2 separate regions of the Zea mays genome follow, and region 1 is linked to region 2. A link is a contact called in public Hi-C data. All regions are on one chromosome and are shown on one strand. Each heading gives the region's core, a stretch centred on a gene start, on an enhancer-like site or on the middle of the called end of the contact. The rest is flanking DNA. Distances are from core to core; before and after follow the strand shown.

The links. Hi-C and Micro-C count contacts between places; a contact is called where the count stands out from the background.
Region 1: a Hi-C map of leaf shows a contact between it and region 2, with 3 times the contacts expected there. The contact joins the promoter of LOC100279880 here to the promoter of LOC100216757 in region 2. A contact is called at or near these places in 10 of 25 Hi-C or Micro-C datasets (ear, endosperm, leaf and 3 more).

What each region holds. Positions count from the first base shown.
Region 1 is chr9:18,307,287-18,313,811 of Zm-B73-REFERENCE-NAM-5.0, forward strand. LOC100279880 (alpha/beta-Hydrolases superfamily protein) reads left to right here and starts at 4,280. Exons shown (of 10, transcript NM_001152833.2): 1 at 4,280-4,628; 2 at 5,367-5,503; 3 at 5,609-5,782; 4 at 6,366-6,525. The coding sequence starts at 4,295. LOC100217275 reads left to right here. Exons shown (of 16, transcript NM_001320109.1): 16 at 773-1,606. The coding sequence ends at 1,351.
Region 2 is chr9:18,129,934-18,136,694 of Zm-B73-REFERENCE-NAM-5.0, forward strand. It overlaps LOC100216757 (putative serine/threonine protein phosphatase superfamily protein), which reads left to right and starts at 2,591. Exons shown (of 3, transcript NM_001143158.1): 1 at 2,591-2,907; 2 at 5,957-6,516. The coding sequence starts at 2,730. It also overlaps a transcript of LOC100193167 not described here.

The sequences.
Region 1 (6,525 bases), core at 3,030-5,529, 180 kb after region 2:
CATACATGTATGTCAGACCACCTTGCAATTAGCTTGAATTGTTTTATCCTTTCTTTTTGAAAAAAAGTCTGCATAACACCTGAAATATTAGCATAACAACTACAGGTTGCACATACTATTTTTAATGAAACCCCACAGGAAGTGAATGGAACCCGTAAGTTACCTGGCCTAATTCAACTGGAATCTAGTGATACTAATCACAAAGTCCTTACTGACCAAAGGAACTGTTGCAGCAGTGGTGGTATATGGACTGTTGTATCTCTACAACTGCAGGCCTTCCTAATGCAATGACAGCTTTGTTTCATATTCGAGAAAAAATGTGTCAAAGGAACCATAGAAACTGGTAACAACTAATAAGAATCAGTGAATCACATACTAGTTTGCTGTATTGCTGTCAGTATATACTGGGTGACAGGTTGATTGCTGTACTAGCAAGGTTTTTGGTGGCGCTAGGACCTGAAACTTGATGTAGTGAAAGCATTTATGTCTGTTGCCGAGTCCAGCACCAGCAGACAGTGACAGTTCTATGGCACTGAAAGGGTCTTCACTATTATCTTACTTATACTCCCTCTGTCCCAAAATATAGTTCTTTCTAGCCTTCTTTTTTCTGTCTACATTTGAATGGATGATAATGAATATAGACATACATACAAAATATATTCATAGGTTAATTAGTGAATGTATATTTTATCTAAAACGAATTATATTTTGGGATGGAGTACTATATATCACAATAGCAAACATGCATTGACATAATCACAATTATTGGCAGGATATTCGCAACACATCGAGCCATCTACCCAGTCGAGTTGTTGGTCTGCCTGCGCCACACCTCATGGGTGCACGACCACCACCAGGAATTTCAGTGCAGGCTGGAGGAGCGAACGCCTACAGAACTATGCAACAGACTCCAACTATGGATCCACTGAGGCACACACGGATGAGCATGAACCAAACAGCACTGGCTGCTGCCGGCCAAACCACCGCTGCCGCGTATGTCCGACCAACCCAAGCAGACATCCAAAACCATCTCTTTCCTGTGCAGCAAAGCCAGGCACCACGATCGCAACAAGTGCCACGAACAACAACCCCGCCTCTACAGCGGGCGCCACCGCACCTGCAACCTCCCAGTGTACCACCGACTGTTCCAAGCACACCTCAGGCTGGACCTTCGCATGGTCTTCCACCGGAGCTCCCTGTGGATGATAGCTGGCGCCCCACGGGACAGATGAGAGGGAGTCTGACAGGCAATGCTTACAGTTCTGCAATTAGGCACTATCGGGGCCATTCTGAGCAGCAGCAGGGCGAGCCTCGGCCTCCCAACACTTCAGGTGCGCGAAGGCCTCAGTAACTGCCAGACATTGCGGCGTTGCCCTGATTATCAAGCAGGGCTTGGGCAGCTAATTTACCAAGAGATTTTAATTTATTATCATAGCTAATTTGGCGCTATGATGATCTATGTTAGTGTAGGTAGGGGAGCCTAGTGAGTAGTGATAGTGCTCTGCTTGTCTACAACGCACTCTGATGTTAAATTAGTAGTATCAGGTGAACCATTTGTGTACCCAATATGGAACGTGGATTTTTTATGCTAATGTTTTGCCTGTGTAATTGGACCGATTTTCATGTGAAATTCCTGAACGATTCCCATGAAAATGAACAGGTAACTTGCATATGAACAATGTAGTGTAGTACAGTATATACTTCTGTTCCTGTGTTCGTATGCTGGTGTTGTTGAAATATAAGCCGAAATCTAACGTGGGTCTTACGGGAACGTTTAAGGCTTGTTTGGTTATTTTCAATCCATATGGATTGGAGGGGATTTATACAGATTGGGAGGAATTTTGACTTACTAAGGATTGAAACCCCTCAATCCCCTTCAATCCATATGGATTGGGGTAAAACCGAATAAGCCCTTAGAGGGTTCGTGATTCGGGATATGTCAATTAACGGATTTGTTTTGGTATTGAACTATAGTCTCTCTGGATGCGTGTTATATATATACGGGAAGAGATATAACTTATTTTATTTTTTATGTTTTGTAAACTCTCATTATATAGTGAAATTTGCTAGTTGGCGCGCTTATCATTTTTAGGTGAAGTTATGTGTCTTGTGTTTAATCCATGTTTGCATTATTTGCTAACGAGTGAACTAGAGTTAGACATAAGATTGAAAAATAAATCTAGTGTTTTGATTGCTCTGTAAGTTTGTTGTGTCGTCGTGTGCGATTGGGTCTACTATTCGCCGTTTTTTAGATAGAGTTAATCTTCATGTTGTTGTCGATCGATGGTGGTACCTATTCATTTGCAAAAACTATTGTTAAGAGGCAGATTACCACAAGGAGGTTATAGCTAGAGTTACACTAATTTTTTTTTTGCAGATTATATTTTTTTTCTAGTTATTTTTGTTATTTCTCTGTCATGTCAATGAAGTATGATCTTCTCTATCTTTGGATCAAGGCACAAGGTTCGCTCTATGGCAAATCAAGATGAGGGACATTCTTACTCAAACTGAAGTCGATGACACTCTTGATAAGTTCAGTAAAAAAGATCCAAAATCTTGGACCCATGAGGAGAAGATTGTAAGGCCGTGACTCAAATTCAATTTCATCTTTCAAATAATATTTTGCAAGGTTGTTTACAAGAGAAAAATACATCTATTTTATGGCTCAAGCTAGAGTTGATTTGCATGTCTAAGGATTTGACAAGAAAAATGCATATGAAGATGAATTTATAAACGCACAAGATGCAAGAGGATGGTTTTGTGCTTAACCATCTTTCAGTTTTTAAGAAGATCGTTTCATATCGACATTTTATGGAGGTAGATTATGATGATGATGGTTTAGATATTATTCTTTTGTGCTCGTTGCCTAGTTCTACAACACATGGTGTATTTTCATATTGAATAACTGTGTCGCATGGTGTATTTTCATATTGAATATCATATGTATAGTTGTATACATAGGTTTCTCTAGTCCTATGTGGGGCTATGCTTTCAGCTGTAACTTTTTTTTGTCAAAGTAATACATGGATATGTACATCTTGAAAATGGATTGACTAACAAGTTCCCTGAATTATGACCATGTGCTTCAAAAACTGTGTCTAACTTTTGAAAAGAAAACTGTGTGTCCCTTTGTTCGTGTTAACTGCTGATGCAATTGTTTGCTACTAGACAACCTTGAAATGTTGAACGATTTGCATAACCTTGCAACTGAAGGTTGGATGGTGGAAATTCAAACGTTGAACGATTTGCTATTAGTCACTACCTGCCGGTGCTGGATATTGTAGGTTACAACAATACAAGGTGATTATTTTTCCCATCATTAGTTTGTTAACATGACGATCCGAGCTGGTGTAATATGTACCTAATATGAAGCCTAGAGTATCTGGATCTCAAAAATATTCTCTTTGAAAGCGAGATTTTTCTATGGTTTCAAAGTTTCAGAACGATACAACAGAACTTATATACCAGTGTTTTCCTTAATTAGATCTTAACGTGATTATGTAGTTATCAAATCATGTCTAATAAGCATTGAACAATTTCATTTTTTGAGCCATTGTAGAGCATCCGATTGACGCCTAGTCGTTCTGAAGACGGACGCTGCTACGGTTCCTGTATATATTTATTATATTTGTCTTAAATCTGTCCTGTCGGTTCTCCCGTTCTGTGTTGTCATGGATTTCCATTCCGAATTATTAAGTTTGGCGGAACGGTGAAGATGGAACTCACTAAAAATTAGAGTCTTTTTAGCAGGGTTTGGGATTCCTTACAGAAAGCCAGGAAATTTCATGTCTTAATGCCTTCCCCTCCACCGCTGCTCTTTGTTTTACAAGGGCATGTACACCGTAAACTTAAAATCAGGTTTTTAAGTATAAAAGACAACTAATAGACCGTATGCTATAACATTGACCTAAGAAGTAATATATATAGAGAGATGTATAAATGACTTTTTTTATTGGAACCTATCGTAAAGACTTTTTAGTTAGGAATGAATTGAAGGAGATTAAATCTTTACTAGTCAAATTTTGATAGAAAGGAATTTAATCACTTCAATCCCTCGCTGAGATCTAAAGAGTTGTACATGCTCTGAGTTGTTCTCAAATGTAGAATTTGTTTCGCAGACCTTTTAAATTTTAATTAAGCTGGTGAAAAGTTCTCCCTAAATGCGGACTTTAATGCTCGGCATGAAAACTCGTGTGAGTTATGACGTCAGTGTCAGTCAAATAATTAAAGCTGCCTCCGATGCTGGCATCCGCCTAATCCCATCCGCTATATATCGGATCGACGGTCTCCCCGCATGGACGCAGCGAGACTCCGTTGCGCCGCCGCCATCGCCACCGCCACAGCTGTCCCCGCCGCCCGGGCGCTCCCGATTCGCCGCCACCCGGCCTTTTTCCGCGTCCCCGCCGCCGTTGGCCTCCGGTTCTCGTCGTGCCGGATCCCGGTGCCGAGGAGAGCGGCCGCGGCCATGTCGTCGTCAGCGGCGGCGCAGGGGACGGAGCACGAGGCTGACGCGTGGTACGCGGTACCGGGCCTCAGCCTCCGCGACCACCGGTTCGCCGTCCCGCTTGACCACTCCAGTCCCGAGCGCGGGGACACCATCACCGTCTTCGCGCGCGAGGTCGTCGCCGGTAGGTCGCGCTTACCAGCTTCCGCTCACCCGATTGCGATCCGCGCAGTGTTAATGTGGGTGTGTTACGTTGGTTACGTTATGTTTCGCTGGAAGAAATTGGAACGATGTGTAGGTGTGTTATTTGGGAAGTACAGACATAATCCACTGGGTTTGGACATGATCACATGAATCAAGAATCTTAGCAGTGGCTCATCTGTGCTACTGCATCGGGCCAGCCTGCTTAGCTTAATTCTAGGTATATGTTTCTGGCAAACTAGGAGCAAATTTGTTTGGAGAACTGACTAGTTCTTTGTCACCACCAATATAATTGTGTAAACGATGTCGCAGCTTGCAAATGTAAAAGGTAAGAAAGATTTTGGTGAAGTCGCTTCGTGCAACAATTTACATTTAACTGATGTGAGGTATCTACTGGTTTAGGCTTGTATGTCTTCTATGTATGTGAATTGACCCTATCATATTGGACGCTTAGGCTTGAAGTAATGGATCACGATCCAAATGTTTCTTCACAATTCATTTGAGTCCTTAATTAATTTTATTTCAAAAAATGAATATAATAGAGCCTGATCCTAATTTGATCCAGTCCTTAAATTTTATAGTGTAAAATTTAGAGCTCATTACCCTCCTAAATGTATGTGAATTGACCCTTATCATATTGGGAGAGCTAGAACCACTACGTGCTTTAGTGCTTCTGTAGTTATTAAAAATATCAATGACCCTCATGTTTGAACTGTTTCAGCTGGGAAAGAATACATATCTCTGCCTTATTTATTGTACCTACAAGGAGGGCCTGGATTTGAGAGTCCCCGTCCCACGGAAGCAGGTGGGTGGTTAAAGAAAGCTTGTGAAGACCACCGCGTTGTCCTGCTAGATCAGGTAAGAATGCACGGTCGAATTTCTTGGTTAGATCCTGAGTTCTCTCTGTCCTTGTTCTCCCCTTCCCCTTGGATTGGACTGTGTTGACACCCTTCTTGTTTTCAGCGGGGAACAGGATTATCCACACCGTTGACTCCATCATCTCTTTCGCAAATTAAATCTCCTGCAAATCAGGTGGAGTACCTGAAGCATTTCAGGGCAGATAATATAGTTAAGGATGCAGAATTTATTCGTGTACGTCTTGTACCAGATGCTAAGCCTTGGACAGTCCTAGGACAGGTATGCTATCTGGCATGCACTTAGTAGAAATGGTACCATCATAAGCTTTAAGGATATGTTCATATATAGCTCAATTAAATATTTCAACAACATAAGTATTTGTACTGAAGGGCAGGCTGGTGCAGTGGTGAGAGATGCCTTACTTAGTCACTAGGTCGTGGGTTCGAAGCAGCCTCTCTACATTTGCGGGGAAATGATTGCCTCAGTTTATCCCTTCCCTAAACCCCACTCATTCGGGAGCCTCCAGCACTGGGTCTTTCCCCAAAAGTATTTGTGCCATGTGGGACAACGCTCCTCACTTGCTCAGCTTGATTATGAACTTCTACTAGTGGAATTAAGGTTGAAGATCTCTTGTTAGTTGTTAACATCAATTAAGTATGTGAAAAGTCACAGGGTCATGCAAGCTAACTCAGTAATCAACAGAAGGCTAACTAATCTGTATCTTGCTCTCTGGAGATAAAGCTTAAAAATATACGAACCTCCCTTGCAGTTTTTAGTTATTGTCCTTCATTCACAAAGTCATGCATTCTTTTGGGGTAGTAGCACTCTGCTTATGCCATCATCGACCTGTTCGTAATTGCAGAGTTATGGTGGATTTTGTGCCGTTACATATTTGAGTTTTGCTCCAGAAGGCCTGAAATCTGTTCTTTTGACTGGAGGGCTCCCACCACTAGGAGAACCTTGCACTGCAGATACGGTGTACAGAGCTTGCTTTAAACAGGTCCAGCAGCAAAACGAGAAGT
Region 2 (6,761 bases), core at 1,341-3,840:
TAGTGTTTGCGCCCATGCCGTGCTGCTGCGGCCTGCGGTGCTGCCGCTGAGCGGAGCCGAGCTAGGTGGGTGGCCGGTTGCTTGCCCGCGGCCGCGCACTCGCCCGCTTTGGGCTTGTTTTTTCCTGGACTTTTTACGGGGTTTTGGCGGTTTCCCCCGGGCGCGGCTGTGCTGCAGCGGACGGATTCCGCCCCGGCTCCTCGGTGTCAGCTAGCCAGCCAGCGCCTTGCGGTTCGTGCAGAGCGGGTGTGCATTTATGTTGCCTTTCAGTTGTGTGTGGGTTTGGGTTTCTCAGTTCAACGATCGGCGCTGCGGGTTTGGCCCCGTTTGTTTTAGTTTTTCTCTTTTCTGAGCCTGTCTTCACTGATTACCAAATATTTAGCTTTTCAGCTAGTTTTATATAAAATAAAAGTCATCCAAAATCTGAAATATGTAATCAGTCGAGTCCTCGCGATATTAGAAATCCGCCAGTTTCTATATCATAAAACCTATGGATCTTTTATCTTCAGCCGCATATAATCCCTACAATACTTAAATTCTTCTAACAACCAGATTTTTTAAAAAACTAATTGAAAAAATCTGAAATGAACAGGTGTGTGCGCTTGCCAATGGCAACACGACGGATTCGAGTCCAAACCTAAAACTCGAACGGAAATCCAAAACCACCCTAAATACTAAATTAGGTGATAATTCAAATTCAGAACAAAATTTGACGAGTCCTCAAAACCTAAATACTACCTTTGTTCGTAAATATATGTCGTTTAACGTTTGACTTTTTTAGTCTCGACTTTGACCACTTGTCTTGATTTTTAAAAAATCCAAAATAATTTATAGCTACATTTAAGGCTTATTATATACTAAACCAAGATGCAGTGAAAATCAATAAAATTTCTAGACTTTTTTAATAACACAATTGGTCAAAATTAAGACAAAAAAGTCAAATGTCATAGTAGTTATTTAAAACCTAAGATCCATCGCTGCGTGGCAATACCGGAAAACAATACAAACATTCTACGAGCACATATATGATATATATTCCATACTCACATATACACATAAAAGATACTCACATATACACATAAAAGGTGAAAAAAAAACATCAAGCAAATTCATGACTTAACTATTTCGAACCTTCACCGGACATCGGGACATCAATGGGTAAAAATTGTAAACCAAAATTGAAACCGATAAGTTTCTAATCCCAAACCCAAAAAACATTGGAGAAAAATCGAATCTAACCTGAACACGCTAAACCCAAAATCTACGGAGCTGCGATCTCACACTGTTATGTGGTGTTGATTTAGTTACGAGCGTGTTCTACTTTACTCACTCCGTCTCAAATTAAATTTATTTTACCTTATTATTGAAGTCATACAATAATTAATATATATGTTATATATATGTTATTTGCAATCGTCTATATGAATATGGACATGAAAATCTATAGCTAAAACAACGAAGATACTATAATATATAGTGCATCGTATTAAAAAAACTTCCTTTTATTATTAAAGATGTGTTTAGGATTCACGCTCTTATGATATAGAATTATTAAAGAACAAACTTTTTTCAATCTTACCAACCAAACATTTAGATGGAGATTGAATTTCGGAAACTCTTCAAAGTGCTCTTAGCGACTCTAAAAGACCCTCTATATTCTTTTTAATTAATGTGAATAGAGATATTTGTAAAAGCATACAATTTAACATCTTATTTAAATGATTGTCTAAATATAGACATCTTCTATTTTTGGTTTATCGCTAGTCAAAAATAGAAAACGAAAATGACTCTATAGTGCAAACAGTATATAGAAAAGTGGTTGAAGACTGAAAAGATATATAAAGTGGGTTTATACAAACGACTCTCAAACGATAACTTAAAGGATGAAATTTAGAAAGACCCCTAGTTTTGTTTTAGCCTTTTCAGGTTTTGGCCACCATAAAATAATGCAGACTGCCAAATGTCTAATTTTTTAGTCAGTTTTTATGAGAATCACTTTAACAGAAAACTGTTCAAAATCAACGTGAACATAGAATAGACCGAGTCGTTGAGATAGTAGAAAACCATCAATTCCACATCTTAAACTATATGAACTCTTTTATATTTCTCTATATATAATCTTCACGATGCTCTGCCATCGGATTCTTCCTAACCAGATTCTCATAAAAATTTATTTAAAAAAGCTGAACTAAACAGACCCAACATGGGTGCGGATACGTCCACGTGAAGAAATACGATGATTATGATCAATGGTAAAATTATACCTTTATTATTATACTTTTGAAAAAAAAAGGAGCAAACACGTGAACTTCCAACAGCTTTGATGCATCATCCATGGAGCGGGCTGACGTCGACCCCCAAAACCAGCTCGACTGTAGTGCGGCGCCGCCTCTAATTTTCAACTAGAGCAGGCTGACGTCGGCCCAGCCCAAACCCAACTCGACCGAAGTATCCAAGCGCTACGCTAGTCCAAATTAAACGCAACAATCCCATAAACCACCGACTTCCAGGAGTACTTCCAGCGACCCAGCACCCCACCACAAAGGCACAAATCCACAATCCCCTCTTCGGTACCTTTCTCCGAGTCGTCTTCCCGTTGATCGGCAAAGAGACTTTAGGGTTTTAGCGGCTTCTATTTCTGAGCGAGGGTTTATCCGCCAGGGGCGGCGCGACGCGGCGGCAGTTGAGCTGGGATTTCCTTCCCATCCCGTTCCCTTCCAGGCGAGGCGATGGACGAGGCGGCGGTCGACGACCTCATCCGGCGGCTCCTCGAGGCCCGCGGCGGGCGCACCCCGCGCAACGCGCAGGTGACCGACGCTGAGATCCGGCGCCTCTGCGCCGCCGCCAAGGATGTGTTCCTCTCCCAGCCCAACCTCCTGGAGCTCGAGGCCCCCATCAAGATATGCGGTAAGAGCGCCATCCCGACAACCATGATACGTGACTAAGCATGTGCTAACCTGTTGGGGGCCTCGTCTTTTTCGTCTGTTCCGCGCAAACTTTTTTGACAGACGCAGCCGTATCGGGTTGTGCTTCTCTCGTGGCTTTTGTTATTGGGATGGCCTCGCCAAGATTAGTTGTTACTAGTAAATGATGAACGCCCTGCGCGCAATATCAAATACACGTTTGTGACCATAAATAGAAGCATGTTCTTTTTCGAGTATGCTGGTAATATAACTCTTGCAGAACTGTAGTAACAGTCAAAAAATAAGATCATAGAAAATTATGTTAACAGTGTTTGTAAACATTTATACATCTTAGGGTCAGGGTTTGGGACCGGAAAATGGGGATGCCGGTTGGGGTTTCTTTCTCCTCTTCTACTTGTTTTAATTGGGTAGGAACACAAATCCAATACTTGAGAAGGGCTTTACTCGGATTTGTCCCAAAATCGAAGGGAAATTAGCATCTAGGGTTAGGATCCGAGCCCAAAACCTTAGCTCTGGTACCACTGTTAGATTTTTACGACCTTAGTTTGTAACCCTAGCCACTAAAAACTGTACAATATAAGAGTATAGCTTTGGGATTGGGGTTAGATGCCATCAGGGTAGCAGTTCGAAGATCGGAGTCGATGACCAGACCTTCCCGTCACTACCTGCGTAGAGATTAGATCGGATCATGGTGTGTGTATGGCGAGAGGGGTACGACAAACGTTGGTTCACGTGCTTTTTGTGGTTGCCAAGTAAAAGTGAGGTAGTGATTTAGCGAAGAAAATAAGGGCATGTTTGGTTCGTTACCCCAATTGCCACACTTTGCCTAACTTTTCTGCCTAAGGTTAGTTATTCAATTCGAACGACTAACCTTAGGCAAAGTGGGGCACAGTTAGCCACAAACCAAACAAGCCCTAAATATCAGGGAGATTATGACTTGGAAGAAAAAATGTGGTGTTGTGAACACATAGTTTGTCTACCTTTATAGGTCACATATAGGAACTATCCCTTGACTTTGATATTGTGTACATTTATAATTTCTGCAGTGTAGCATCATGCATTTCAGGATTGATAAAAATGGCTTACCTTGCCAACCCAACAAGTATTCATAATGTTGCCTCAAGATGAAATTGTTTGAGTGCTATGCTATTTACCCACTATACTAGACAGAAATATGTCAAAACTCAATCAGAGGGTCATCACCCCTAGTCAGTAATCATGGTGCATGTTTAATATTTGCCAGCCAACCAACAACAACAACAAAGCCTTTTGGTCTTAAGGAAATTGGGGCAGTCTAGAACCACAAATCAGAGGTTAGACACATGGATAGATGTTTTCCATGCGCTCTTATCATTGTTTTCAGATCGTCTGATCGATGCCACTGCGCGATCAGACGATTAGTCACGAGTAGGCGACGATCAGTGCGATTAGTCGCCCCTGATCAACTCTAATCGTCCCCCCTGGTCGCCCTGTGTATTTCCAGGACATATATAACACTATCTATAGATATGTACTTATATAGTATAGAGACTTGCTCAGGACAAGCACAAGTATAGACAAGGCAGCAGTATAAATAGTCCAAAACAGCAGCATGAATACTTCAATAGTCCAAGACAGCAGTACATCTCCAGCAACAAGTCTATATGAAACTATGAAACTGCAATTACAACTTCACCATGACCAAGAAGGCAACACCTATATGAGTTCATACATCTGAAGTCTGAAGTCTTAACTGAAGTCTGAAACTATGAACTGAAGTCTGAACTGAACAGCAGTATGAACTGAAGTCTGAACCCTGAGTAATTAACGCGACTGATCGCTAACCAGACGACTAATCGCTACATATCGCTGACTAGTCGAACGATATGGACGATCAGATCACCTGATCAAATCAAACCCCCTTATTGAGCACTGAGTACCGATCAGCCCGACTAATCGCGATTAGTCGGACAATCTGAAAACAATGGCTCTTATTCAAGGCTAAATGTTTGGGTATATTTCATTCTTTCAAATCTCCTTTAATTGTCTCTTCACATTTCAACTTCGACCTTCCCTCCTCTCTTACCAAGTTACCATTGCTATTGCTATCGTGGTTTAGGATCATTGGTGCCTCTAGAGGTCTCCATTGAACATGTTCAAACCATCTCAACCGGTGTGGCGCTTTTCTGTTAACACCATGTGGAACTATTCTGTCTTGTGAAACTTGTGTAAAGTTCTTTTAACAACTTAACTACAAATTTTATATTTGGTTCTTTGTTGGGACAGCTGAGGCTCGCTGTCCAAAGAACATCCTTTCATAATTTTGTTTTGCTATTTGAATTGCCTTCGATCTAGTTTATGGTGGTATTGGTCTCCCTCCATCCTGAAATATAGCGTATTTTAACCTGTCCTAAGTCAACCGACATCATGTTTGACTAAAATTATAGGGAAACACATTACTTTCTTCCACATCAAAAAGATAAGTTATAAAAATAAATTCTGTAATGTTCCTAATGGGACTTAGATGATGTGAAAAATATTTTCCTTTTTTATAAATTTGGTCAAACTTGAGATGGGTTGACTTAAGACAAATGGAAATACAGTATATTTCAGGCCGGAGGGAGTGAATACTAGCTACCTTTGCATTGGTATCTGGTATCAGTAATAGATTACAAAGATTACTTTGTGTGCTAAGTCGACTAGCAGATACTCCCTCCGTTTTTAAAAATATGACACCGTTGACTAAAACTTTGACCACTCGTCTTATTTGAAAATCTAAAATTTCAAGTCACGCTCAAACTACCTTAAGTGATAAAACAAATTATAACAAAATAAATAATATTTCAGTTTTTGTTGAATAAGACGAGTGATCAAAGTTTTCAAAAAAAGTCAACGGCGTCATATATTTAAGAACGGAGGTAGTATTTCATTGTCTTATAGTTAGGTGCATTGCAGTAACCTTGATGTTAGTGCATGCTTTGTAAACTCGTCAATTAACAAAATGGATGCATTAATGTGGATAATGATAATCATTTAACTTCTTTACTATGCAGGGGATGTCCATGGTCAGTATTCAGACCTTCTTCGATTATTTGAGTATGGTGGCTATCCACCAGATGCAAATTATCTGTTCCTCGGTGACTATGTTGATAGGGGGAAACAGAGCATAGAAACAATATGCCTTCTCTTGGCATACAAGATAAAGTACCCAGAAAACTTCTTTCTTCTCAGGGGAAACCATGAATGCGCCTCAATCAACCGAATATATGGGTTTTTTGATGAGTGTAAGAGGAGATTCAATGTTCGTATCTGGAAGATATTCACCGAGTGTTTTAACTGCCTCCCAGTGGCTGCGCTTATTGATGACAAGATCTTTTGCATGCATGGAGGGTTGTCTCCTGAGCTAAAGAGCATGGACCAAATACGTAACATTTCTCGTCCTGTGGATGTTCCTGATGTTGGTCTCCTATGTGATCTGTTATGGTCGGACCCTGATAAGGAGATTGATAGGTGGGGTGAGAATGACAGGGGTGTTTCCTACACCTTTGGAGCTGACGTAGTTGCCGAGTTTCTTCAGAAACATGATCTAGATTTGATCTGCAGGGCCCACCAGGTATTCATTATCTTATACACCTTTATTGTAAGAACAGTTCTTCATGGCTGTGATAATTGTTAGTTGATATTATTCCAACAAGTAATGAATATCATGCTGAAAATAGATGGCCATCGACCTGTCACTCAAAATAAAAAAGGAATTGAAATCTTTATCTAAGATAAGATGGTATGATTGTATAATTTGGTGTCTTCTTCTGAAGAGTCTATTGCTTCTGGTCTATATTGGACTCTACTTACTTAAAA